Linked DNA regions of Mus musculus: all the other regions are linked to region 1. Evidence: chromatin contacts called from public HiChIP or PLAC-seq data. All regions are on one chromosome and are shown on one strand. The core of a region is the stretch at or near the end of the contact, and the rest is flanking DNA. Distances in the headings are between cores, read along the strand shown. Region 1 holds the start of Slc12a9 (solute carrier family 12 (potassium/chloride transporters), member 9). Region 2 holds the start of Gpc2 (glypican 2 (cerebroglycan)). Region 3 holds the start of Zscan21 (zinc finger and SCAN domain containing 21).

Region 1 (4,102 bases), core at 1,115-3,614:
AGGCAGAGGCAGAGGCAGAGAGGCAGAGAGGCAGAGGCAGAGAGGCAGAGAGGCAGAGGCAGAGAGGCAGAGGCAGAGGCAGAGAGGCAGAGGCAGAGGCAGAGGCAGAGGCAGAGGCAGAGGCAGAGGCAGAGGCAGAGGCAGAGAGGCAGAGGCAGAGGCTCTGAGTTTTAAGCCAGCCAATCTACAAAACAAGTTCCAAGTTCCAGAATAGGCAGGGCTACACAGAGGAACCTTGTCTTGAAAAATTGAGGGGGTGGGGGAGACACAACCAAGAAAGAAGAAGGCAGGCATGGTGGCAAGATAGCTATAATTCCAGCACTTGGGACGAGGAGGCAGGAAGCTTAGGAATTCATGGTTATCCACAGCTGTGCAGCCTGGGTTACTTAAGAGCCAGGCTCAAACAATCACACAAACTGCATAGTCAGAGTGGAGGGAGCTTTTAGAAATTAAAAAAAAAAAAAATCGCCAAATATTGTCTGAAACATGGGTAGCAGGGATGCCTGATTTATCCTTGGTAGAGCCACAGCAGGTGTGCCCATCTGTGTCCACATAAATTCATACGCACGAGGAAGCCTAGGTCACGTGTCTTTCTCAGTAACTTTCTACTTTATTTCTCTCACTGAACCTGGAGGTCACCAGTGCAGCTATGCTGAGCCCCAGGGATCCTCTTGTCTGCCTCCCCAGCATCCGGCTTATTCAGATTCCTTTACTTGAGCTCTGGGGATCAGAACTCGGGTCTTTGTGCTTCTAGGACAAGTGCTTTTGGTAACTTGGAGCCCCAGCCTCTTCTATGGGAATGTGAGACTCTATAACTGTGCTCATTCTGGAGGTCCAAATAACAGGGTGACCATGAATTGCTACGCTACATAAAAATTCAGAACATGTGGCTAAAGGTCTCCAAGGGGGACCAGTGAGATGGCTCAGTGGGGCACTTGCTGCTCTTGCAGAGTACCCAGATTCCGTTCCCATCACCTACATGGTGGTTGACAATCATCCGTACCTATACTCCCATGGGATCCAGCACCCCTTCTAACCTTTATGGCCACTAGGCACGCACGTGGTACACATACATACATGAGACAAAATACTCACATTTAAAAAAAAAATCTAAAGAAAAAAAGCTTCCCATCTTCAGTTCCCTAATCTAATACAACCACAGTAGTAGAACGTGCACTCACAGAATGGTTATGCATATTTAATACAATACCGTGTGAGGGGAAAAATGAATATGTATGTATTGGACTAAAGAGTCAATATGTTAAGGCTTCGTATGTACTATAGCATCACTTAGTGTGCTTGAGGCTCTGTGTTTAATCTCGGGGTGGGTGGGGGCAGTGCTCTTTTAGGAAAATAAATATTTGCATCAGGCTGTGCTGTTACTTATCTGTAATCCCAACACATGGGAGGTATAGGCAGGAGGATCAGAAACACGAAGTCTTCTTCAGCTATGTATTGAAATGGGGCTAGCCCGGTCTACATAAAGAGCGCCCCCACCCATGCCCCCTGCGAGTATACACGGTTAGTTCATCTCTCAACTGCTCTCCTTGAAGGGATGTCTTTTTTAAGTCCCGTTTTATAGATGAGGAAGCGTCGTTGGTAAGACCTGTAAGGGTTGAAGTTGGAGTTTTGGGGTCACAGATAAAGGATTTTTTTTTTCTTTTTTCGAGACAGGGTTTCTCTGTAGCCCTGGCTGTCCTGGAACGCACTCTGTAGACCAGGCTGGCCTTGAACTCAGAAATCCGCCTGCTTCTGCCTCCCAAGTGCTGGGATTAAAGGCATGCGCCACCACTGCCCAGCTCACAGTTACAGGATCTTAGGCACAAAAGCAAGCAGGGTTACCTGCTTATTTACCCGGACCTGAGTCGGGATGGAGGATCACGGCTCCCTCCCGTGGCCGAAGAGAAGAGCGCAGCCTGCGAGCTGAAACTGGACGAGGAGGGGGTCTCCTCTGAATGTGAAAGGGACCAGGCTGGAAGCCCGAGGCACTCTGGGTCTCCCGAGAAGCTGAAATAGTACGACTCCGGCAGGCGCCGACCGACGTCGCTCTCAGTTCCCAGGTGTGTACCTGAGTCAGGTGCCGCGGTTCCGCCCACTCCACTTTTCCGCAGTCGCCACGCGCCCCTTTCAGATATTCCTGGGGGCGTCCTGGAGCTCGGAGTGCAGTCAGACCCTCACCATGGGCATCTGCTAGCATCCTGGCAACGGGGGGCTCTGAGGATCGTGACCCACTACCTTGCAAAAGACACCCGAGACGCACGTGGAACGGTTTGGCTTGCAAGGCAGCGTACGAGAGTGTGGGCGGGGCTTGAGTGTAGACCACACCTTTGAGGCGGGGCTTGAATCGGGACCAATGGGACGCCTTGCTGGGGAGGGCAGGCTCCGGGCCTGACATCCCGGTAGCCCGCTTGCTTTTTCCGGCTCCCTCGCCCCCTCGGTTTATAGCGGAGCCCCACAGGCGCGCTGGGATCACACCGGAGCAGCTTCATTCCTAGGTGGTGAGTGAGCACCCTGCGGCACCCAGATGCAGGGTGCACTTGGCCGGCTGGAGCCAGATGCCTGTCCCCCCCGCCCCCCCCCAGGCATCCAGTTACTGAAGCAAGTGGACAAGAGCGGGTGGGTGGGGGAGGAGGACCCTGGGGATCCTGTGTGGCTGATGCTAGGCTGCCTGCATTTGTGTTTGGACAATTGATGGCTCTGTTTGGATTGATAGAGTTTGGAGGGCTCATTGTAGAGATTAGAAAAATCTGGTCAGGATTGAGATGGGTTGAGGGACAGGGGTGATACAAGGTGGAGCTTTGAGAGCTTTGAAAGTTTCTTATTGCCCATGTGTGAGGTGCTGTATTGAGGGTACTCGACAGGAGCAGCATAGGACTTGGGAGGAGGTGTTTACTGGTAATAGCTAACTTCCCTTTGAGGAGATCTTCTTCCCCTCTTGTTGCCAATTAAGGCGAGACCTATTTGACAAGGGGATCTGTGTCCCTTTCGCAGACTCACTGCTACCCCTAGTTTCAGAGGCACGGAGGATGACACGGTCCCTAAGAACTGAAAGGGACCCTGATTATTTAAACACCAGGGTCCGAGAGTGGGGAAGTTGCTGGGACAGTTTTGAGTTTCTGTGCCCTGTGTGTGTGTGTGTGTGTGTGTGTGTGTGTGTGTATCCTTTGCAACTCTCCTTTTGAGGAAACTGAGTGTTTAATTAGGGTTTTGTTTAGGGAGAGAGGGTCTGTGGTATTGCTATCCAGCCACTAAAACCTCTTTTTACAGGTCTCCTAGCCCTTTTGTGGCTTCCTCTGCTGGCGTTCAGCAATGGCCAGCGAGAGCTCCCCTCTTTTGGCCTACCGGCTTCTGGGGGAAGAGGGGGCTGCCTTCCCTCCCAATGGAGCTGGAGTATCTGGAGTGCCATCATCCCGCAAGCTCTCCACCTTCCTGGGTGTGGTGGTGCCCACGGTTCTGTCCATGTTTAGCATAGTCGTGTTTCTGAGGATTGGTGAGTAGAGGAGGGAATTATTGGGAAGGGGCTAAGGCTAGGGATGGACCCTAGTACATGTGGTCAGATGGAGGGTAAGGCCCCTTGAGGCCTTGTGTGTGGCTCTGCTGTGGGACTGTGCTGGCCAGTGGGATGGGGGGAAGGGGGAGAGGTATATAAGCATCCCTTGTGACCTGCTTTTCTCCCCCTGTGCAGGGTTCGTGGTGGGCCACGCTGGGCTGTTGCAGGCCTTGGCGATGCTACTGGTTGCCTACATCATTCTGGCACTAACAGTCCTCTCAGTGTGTGCCATTGCCACCAATGGAGCTGTGAGAGGGGGCGGAGCCTACTGTATCCTCCAACCTAGATGGACTGGGGTCTGGGTATTTCTGTCCTCCAAGGTTCAGGAGGGGAAAGGGGCCAATATCTTCTGTCTGAAAATAGGCCAAATGTTAATGAATATAGCCAGTAAAGGTGACCAGCACTCTTATCTTCATGCCTGGTCTCCTAACACTGTTAGCAGTTAGCGTTTTTTAAGCACAGAGTGTGTATGTAGCTCAGGGGTAGAGTGCTTGCCTAGCATGCATGGGTTCGATCCCCAGTCCTTCTCCCCCTCTAACAACAACAACCACA
Region 2 (4,102 bases), core at 520-3,019, 950 kb before region 1:
CTTGCAAACAGAAACCTGAAACTAGGAGTGATGCTGTAGGCTTGTAATTGCAGCTACCTGGGAGGCTAAGGCAGGTTGCTCATCAAATTCAAAGTCAGCCTGGAACTCCAGAGTAGCCTGTAGCCTGAGCAACTTAGTGAGACCTTATTCAAAATAAACAGTAAAAAAGAGGCCTGGGGGTTATAGCTGAGCAGTAGATGTTCCAAGACTCTGGGCAGCACCCAACTTTCAGTATGGCTAAATAAATTAAGGCCACAGGACCTGGGTCCAATCTTCAGTATAGGTAAATTAATTAAAATAAATAAATAAATAACACCAGAGGATCTGGGGCCAATCTTCAGTATAGGTAAATTAATTTAATAAGGCCAGAGGATCTGGGGCCAATCTTCAATATAGGTAAACAAACAAGGCCAGAGGGTTTACACAGAGCAGTTTCTGAGCAGCTTCTGGCACAAATCCCTCTTAGAGGAATCAGAGAGGGGTACACTGGCTGAGGCTCAGCTGCTAAAACCGAACCAGCAAAGCACCTCAGATTTCCATTTCTGAAACTCATTGTCTGACTCTACAGGAAATGGGAGGCTATTCGTGATCCGGAAGCAGAGGTGTCATTTGAGTTAAGCCACAAACATTCCAACGAGTAAAGCGCGTTCTCTACTTCCAGAAAGCGCGCTGCATAAGGTTGACCCCAAGCTTATTTGGGCTGTGGGGGAGGAGGGAGCAGGGTGTCTTCCGTTTATGAGGCTGCTTATCTCTCTGAATCAGAAGATGGGGTTTCCGGGCCCGGCGTGGTGGCGCACGCCTTTAATCCCAGCACTCGGGAGGCAGAGGCAGGTGGATTTCTGAGTTTGAGGCCAGCCTGGTCTACAGAGTGAGTTCCAGGACAGCCAGGGCTACACAGAGAAACCCTGTCTCGAAAAAAAAAAAAAGGGTTTCCGGCCTCCATAGCGGACACGAGACAGAGCTACAGACCTCAGTGGAGACAGGGGGTTGGAACGCTGCCTATTTATGGGTCCAAAGGGGCAACCTCACAGTTTGAACTTGGAAGAATGACCTTTAGATGAACACGGCTGAAGAAAGGTCACCACCTCAGAGGTCCTTTCAGGTCTCAGTGGACATCCCACCTCGGTCGCGAGACGCCCGCCGCAGCTGCTCTTCTTCCTCTGGTGGCGGGCGGTTAAGCCTTAGAAAAAAACGCGGGAAGGCACGGGATAAGCCGTGCGCAGGCGCGAGATTAACTGGTCTTCGCGCGGCTGAGAAGTGTCGCGAGACTTGGCGCAGCGCGAGCTCGTGCTAACCACGTTCCTGCCTCTCAGCGCGCTTGGCTTCGAGCAGCCGCCAGGCATGTAGCTGTGCAGTCCTGTCACGTGGGCTCCAGCGCGTGCGGAGTCGCTCCATCCTGGTCACGCCTCCTTTACTCCTATGTCCCCTTCCATTGGCTGAGCGTTTGCTGCTGCCTTCAGTCCGGCTCTTCAATTGCAATTGGCTCAGTTTCACCCAAACCCCGCCTTTCGAGCAAAATACCACGCCCCTTCTCAAGACCACAACCCCTACCCCTGCCAGCCTCCGCCGTGCGGGCCGTGTTCCGCCCCTGCCGAGTTGCCGTTCCACATTGGCTTCACGGCTACCCTGTCCCCGCCCCTGGGGCCGGCTTCTTCTTATCATTGGCGGGCTACCGCTTCGGGCCCCGCCCCCTGTCCCGCTCCCCGGCTCCCATTGTCTCCGCAGATGCCTCCTGGTCCTGCTACGGTGCTGGGGTTGTTCAGTTTTAGGGGACACGCTCCTATTCTTTTCTTCGAGACGTCCCGCGGCCGAGAACGGGGTTCTAGAGTTCCGCGGACTCTTCTTTCCTCCTTAGGACCCACTTTGCCCCGTCCCAGGGAGGAGAGCACCTATGTCTGCGCTGCGACCTCTCCTGCTTTTGCTGCTCCATCTGTGTCCGGGTCTAGGGCCGGGACATGGGAGTGAGGCAAAGGTCGTCCGGAGTTGTGCAGAGACTCGGCAGGTGCTGGGGGCCCGGGGATATAGCTTAAACCTAATCCCTCCCTCCCTCATCTCAGGTGAGAAGAAAGAGGGAAGAGTCGGGGTGGGAAGGGGCGGGGACGGGTCCTCCCCATCTCACAATAACTCTTTCCTTTCAGTGACCATTATGATGATTGTTTCATCTGTTGAGCATCTTTCTTCTCCAGTAACTTCCTTCCCGGGATCACAATAAACCTGCTGCTCATATAATAACTCTCATTCAGTCCCCACCCAAGGAATTCCCTTCTCTGTAATTAGCACACCCGTTAGTGTCTTTCTAACAGCCAGAAATCGCCTTGCAATTCCTGTGAGCTTCTATGACAATACTTTCTTGCTTACCAAGTAGCCCCACCCCTACAAATCCCGTTCTTCATTCCATAGTTGTCCCATAAGTCCCTGGAGGAGTGGGTTGTGCAGTGTTGGGGAGGGTTACCTGAAGACCCTCTGGTCACTAATATGGCCCTCAAAGCAGCTGTTCAATAGATGATCCCATTACAAATAGGAGTGAAGCTGAGATGGGTGAGGGACAATAAAAGAGGGTTCAGGTAGGGCTGAAGGGGCAAACAAAGGAAAAAGCAACCGGGCAGGTGGAAGACAAAAATCAGCCCCCAGAGATAGGCGAGGGATGAAAGGAGATTCCTAATATCCCTTCTTGCCATCCAGTCCTCCTCCCTGTCTCCTCTGCGCAGGTGAGCACCTTCAAGTCTGTCCTCAGGAGTACACCTGCTGTTCCAGTGAGACAGAGCAGAAGTTGATCAGGGATGCTGAAGTCACATTCCGTGGCCTGGTAGAGGACAGTGGCTCTTTCCTGATTCACACACTGGCTGCCCGGCATAGAAAGTTTAATGGTGAGGACCTTTGGGGGGTTCCCAGATGTGCTTCACACCTCTTTGTGTTTATGCACCCCGTTTCCTATTCCCACCTCCTGCAGTCATAGCTAGGCCACCACCACCCACCCCAGAATCCCCTGCTTATTTCCCATCCCCACTCCACATTCTCTACAGGACCCTGCCCTTCCTTGTTCCTAGTCTGCCAGCTTACTCAGCTTCTAATTCTTTTGCCTCTTCTTTTCCTCATTCCTTCCTGCCTCTGCCCTTTCCCTGCTCTCCCTGTCTCTGTTCCCTCTTCTCATCCCTCCACCTTTGTTAGAGTTTTTTCGGGAGATGCTGTCTATATCCCAGCATTCTTTGGCTCAGCTCTTCTCGCATTCCTATGGTCGCCTGTATTCCCAGCACGCCGTCATCTTCAATAGCCTGTTTTCCGGCCTGCGGGACTACTATGAGAAGTCTGGCGAGGGGTTAGATGACACCTTGGCGGATTTCTGGGCACAGCTCCTGGAGAGAGCCTTCCCTTTGCTGCACCCACAATACAGTTTCCCTCCTGACTTCCTGCTCTGTCTTACTCGGCTTACTTCAACTGCTGATGGCTCTCTGCAGCCCTTCGGAGACTCACCCCGCCGCCTCCGCCTACAGGTGAGGAGGTCCCACAACCTGAACTTCAGCAACCTCCGACCCTTAGTGACCTCTAATGGTATGAACTGTCACCTCCAAGACAATCACCCCCTTTTGTTCCCATGTCACCTCTGACCTCATGGCCTCTATCTTGGCCTTCTCTGACTTGGTGATCCCCATCTCAAGCCCTGGTCACCTATGTCTGACCCCTTGGTCTCCTTTAGCTACATTCTTTGCCCTACTTTTATATATACACTTGGCCCTCCACCCTCAGCTACTTTCTGCCAACACCTCTCTAATCCTAACATGGTAACTTCCCGTGGGTCAACGAAATAAGAATGGCCACCAAAGTTGGGAATCATTTTCACCTACAGTATCACATTGAATTATCACCATAATTGTTTGAGGTAAATGAGAGCATCCTTATTTTACAGAGGATAAAAATGGGGCTCCCAAGCAAGTCTCAAAGCCAATAAGCAGAGATGCAGGAGCTCACACCCTCAGTCTTCTAACTTTAGGTTCAGTGTTCTGATACATATTCTACCCTACTAGCTCTTTCCAAACACCCAGCCCTTCTAGACCACAATTCCTTTGGGCCTATTGAATTCCCCCTCTCTGTATCACCCAACAGT
Region 3 (4,102 bases), core at 717-3,216, 780 kb before region 1:
TACTAAAGTATCTTGGCATCTTGCTCCCTGCACACAAAGAAAGCCAATGTTTCACATTTGGTAATGCTGAGCTTGCCATGTGAAGATGCCCTCCAGGTCTTGGTTTCTGAAAATTCCTTAAATAGTCATAAAATCAAAAAGTATGTGGGTAGAAAAACAGGCCTAATTTAACACTTTCATAGAAAAAAAAAAAAAACTTTAAAAAGGCTACCTAAAGCAGGGTGTGGTATGTACACCTTAATCCCAGCACATGGAAGGTAGAGGCAGGAGGATCTCTGAGTTAGAAGCCAGCATAGTCAACAGAGTTCCAGGACAGACAGGGCAACACAAAGAAACCCTGTTTTGAAAAATAACAAAAAAGCAAAACCAAAGCTATCTAAAGGTTGTTTTGTTTTGTTTTTAAAGATTCATGTATTATTTTATGTCTAAGAGTACACTGTTGCTGTTTTCAGACACACCAGAAGAGGGCATAAGATCACATTACAAATGGCCATGAGCCACCAAGTGGTTGCTGGGATTTGAACTCAGGACCTCTGGAAGAGCAGCCAGTAGTGCTCTTAACCACTGAGCCATCTCTCCAGCCCCTATCTAAAGGTTTAACTCAACTGACAAGATGGCTCAGTGGGTAACAAATGCAACCGACCTGCTGCCTGTTTTGAGACTGGTGTCCATGTAATGGAAGGGAAGCAGTCAACTATGCCAACTATCCTTTGACTCACACACACACACACACACACAGAGTAAAAAAATAAAAACCTAACTCTCGAAGTCTAGCAGCAGGCTTTTGGTCACTTCCCAATTTTTCCCTCCTTTATGCGAATTCTACAGTTTATAAGTCCCCCCCCCACACACACACACTCCCTTAATCAGCCTCAAATTCATTCTGTGCAAGACGAAGTGTAAACAAATCAAACTATCACAGATTGCATCAAATGAACAGCAATTATTACCTTGTAGTAGATAATGCCCTTAAGACACTCTGCACTTGGAAACTCCAAGCTGAAGTCGTGGTGGTGCATACCTGTAATTACAGCACTGAAGAGAACAGAGACAGGAGGATCACCAATTATACACCAGTGTAGGCCATACAGTAAGACCCCGTCTCAAACCGAGCAAACTAATTTTCAAAAAGCTTCCAGGCAGGCCAATAATTCTGAAGAGCATAACTACTGGGCAGATCTAGTAGCTCAGAGTGAGCCAAATTCTGCATCATTTCAATAGCCCTGAACCAATACTCAGTCTCTCTTCAGAAGCCTTCCACCACTTGAAAAACAATTTTCCTGTATTGATTTTGTTGTTGTTGTTCACAATTCTTTAAGTGTCCCCTTTCAACAGATTTCCAACTATGTCAGCCACCAAATAAATCAATCACCTTTCTATCCTATACGCGTTTTACAAACGATCGTCTAAAAATCTTTCCAGACTTGAGCAAATCCTTGTCCAGTGCGCACAAAGCCCACCGGGACCAATTCCCCGCCTGGACTGGACAAGACTCAAGACTGAGGAGATTCGGGTTTTCAGAGGTTTCTACACTTGGGCTTATTCTTAACAATTAGTTCTGAGTTTAGATCTCAGGGCTCTTGCTGGGGAAGAAAGAGGGCAGTTTCCGTCAGGTAACAGACAATAACGGAGAGACTAGAAATGCGATTCCGGAAGCAAAAGAATCAGGGTTTTGTTCCAGGGAGCCCTCGGGGGTGGAAAAGCCTTTCCTTAGAGCGGGCGCCGACGACGGCTGGGCGGGGCGCTCCTCCTCAATCTCCCAGAACCACCATGGAGGAACTCCCCGAACCAGAACCACAGTCGCTAAACCCGTCCCACCCTCTCGAAATCTTTTGGCCAACGCTCCCCGACCGCTAGGCTAACCTGGGACTCGCAGGCTCACCGTGACTCAGAACCGCTTTGGAGTCTGGAATCCTCACAGCGGCTGAACGACAGCACCACCGGAAGCGCGTCAGAGCCCCGCCCCTCTGGAGGGGGAGCAGCCGCCCCTCTAGGAATCCGAGCGTTGTCGGTATCCTGTTTCACCGGAGGCTGCGACTGTCCTGGTTGTGATCTGTTTCTCCCCCTATTTCTTTTTTTATTCTCATTCTCTCTTCCTACCCCCTCCCTTTTCTTTCTTTCGTTCATTCTTTTTTTGAGGGTGGGTGGTTTTTGGAGGGTTATGCGGCCCTGGCTGCCCTGAAACTCACTCAATAGACCAGGCTGGCCTCGAACTCAGGGATTTACTTGCCTCTGCCTCTCGAGTGCTGGGATTAAAAGCATGAGCCACCACTGCCTTGTTTTTGAGACAAACATGTCATTAGCCCTAGCTAGCCTGGAACTCTATGTATACCAGGCTGACCTCGAACTCTATAAACGATCCACTTGCCTCTAGATCAGTGAGTGAGTAAAGAGCTCATGCGTGAGGACCTACATTTGGATTTCCAGCACCACATAAAAAGACTATGGTACATCACATGCCTGTAATCCGAGTGCTGGGAGGACCCCTGCAGTCTGTTGTCTGGGCAGCCTAGCTCCAGATCAGTGACACCTTGTCTCAAAAACAAGGTAGAGAAGCAATTGAAGAAGACAGCTAACATTAACCTCTGGCCTTCACATGTTTGCAAACACACTGTGTACATGAGCACTGTAACAGTTAGGGTTCTCTAGAGTCACAGAACTAAGGGAATGTCTGTCTATACTGAGTGAATTTATTGTGATAACTTACAGTCTGTACCCCAGCAATGGTCCAAGAATCTAGTAGTTGCTCAGTCCCACGAAGCTAGGTGTTCCAGCTGGTCGTCTGTAGAAGTAGATTCCAACAGATGTGCTGGCAAGTAAGTGCAAGCAGCCGAAGAAGAGGGACTCTTCCTTCTTCCAATGTCCTTAAGCAAATCTCTAGCAGAAGGTGTGGCCCAGATTAAGTGTGTACCACCATGCCTGGCTCTTAGAACTCAGAGATCTCTTTGCCTTAGTTTCCTGGGCCTAAGTTTTTCTTTTTTGTTGTTCTTGTTTTGTTTTGTTTTTGTTTGTTTGTTTGTTTTTTGTTTTTTCAAGACAGAGTTTTTCTGTGTATCCCTGGCTGTCCTGGAACTCACTCTGTAGACCAGGCTGGCCTCGAACTAAGAAATCCACCTGCCTCTGCCTCCCAAGTGCTGGGATTAAAGGCATGAGCCACCATGCCCGGCATGGACCTAAGTTTCTCATGGCCACTATGCCTCAAGATCTCCATGCCAAGATCCAGGTCAGAATCTTCTTCCAGCCTCAAGATCTGGATCACAGGTGGATTGTAGTTCATTCCAGATAGAGTCAAGTTGACAACCAGGAATAGCCATTACAATCAAAAACACAGAGAACAATCTGCCTGAGTTCTTGTTTATGTATGAAGAAAGCAGTGTCTTGGCAGATCAGATCCAGTGTGTACTAGAGTGTAAATTGATAGCAAAGCTGAGACAAGATTTTGATTCTCTATTTGTGTATGCTTGTTCTACCACTATAGATTTTTCTTTCTGTGCTGGGGGAGGGGGGTAGAACCCAATGCCTTATGCAAGCTAGCACTTCTCTCCATCATCAAGTTATTTACCTAGCTCTGAAGACATTATATATATTAATAATTAGAGCTAGGTATGCCAGTACACAATCGTAGCCCCAGCACTTCCGAGTTGGAGGTTGGGTGATCAGGTATTTTAGGTTATGCTCAGTTACATAAATCCAGTTTGGCCTACATGAGACTCTGTTAAAAAAAAAAAAACAAACAAACTTAAAACCATGGCTGAAGTGATGGCTCAGTTGTTACCAGCACTGGCTGCTCTTCCCGAGGTCTCAAGTTCAATTCCCAGCAACCACACGGTGGCTCACAACCATCTGTAATGGGATCTGATTCCCTCTTCTGGTGTGTCTGAAGACAGAGCACTTACATACATAAAATAAATAAACAAACCTAAAAACTAAAGCAGATAAAAATATGAGGTATAACAATAAGTTGTTCATTCATATCATGTTAAATCAAGCAGTTTTATGATGGTCCGTTCTTTTTTTCCATTAATATAACCATGACCATATAACAAGAACGGAAACAAGGAGACATTAGTTGCTGTGATATACGAGTCACTATGATTTAGCA

What was found. HiChIP or PLAC-seq counts read pairs in DNA pulled down with a chosen protein or histone mark.
Region 2: a contact with region 1 is called in an H3K27ac HiChIP or PLAC-seq map of embryonic stem cells, with 2.4 times the contacts expected there. The contact joins the promoter of Gpc2 here to the promoter of Slc12a9 in region 1. A contact is called at or near these places in 3 of 115 datasets of contacts at active chromatin or transcription factors (bone marrow-derived macrophages, embryonic forebrain and embryonic stem cells).
Region 3: a contact with region 1 is called in an H3K4me3 HiChIP or PLAC-seq map of bone marrow-derived macrophages, with 3 times the contacts expected there. The contact joins the promoter of Zscan21 here to the promoter of Slc12a9 in region 1. A contact is called at or near these places in 3 of 39 promoter capture datasets (cranial neural crest, hematopoietic stem and progenitor cells and second pharyngeal arch cranial neural crest) and 2 of 115 datasets of contacts at active chromatin or transcription factors (bone marrow-derived macrophages and pancreatic cancer cells).

Annotation. Positions count from the first base shown.
Region 1 is chr5:137,331,844-137,335,945 of GRCm38.p6, reverse strand. It overlaps Slc12a9 (solute carrier family 12 (potassium/chloride transporters), member 9), which reads left to right and starts at 2,364. Exons shown (of 14, transcript NM_031406.3): 1 at 2,364-2,498; 2 at 3,268-3,490; 3 at 3,686-3,820. The coding sequence starts at 3,310.
Region 2 is chr5:138,277,604-138,281,705 of GRCm38.p6, reverse strand. It overlaps Gpc2 (glypican 2 (cerebroglycan)), which reads left to right and starts at 1,769. Exons shown (of 10, transcript NM_172412.2): 1 at 1,769-2,057; 2 at 2,709-2,867; 3 at 3,169-3,491. The coding sequence starts at 1,892. It overlaps Stag3 (stromal antigen 3), which reads right to left and starts at 1,197. Exons shown (of 34, transcript NM_016964.2): 1 at 1,052-1,197.
Region 3 is chr5:138,114,769-138,118,870 of GRCm38.p6, reverse strand. Zscan21 (zinc finger and SCAN domain containing 21) reads right to left here and starts at 1,966. Exons shown (of 5, transcript NM_011757.3): 1 at 1,864-1,966; 2 at 951-1,035.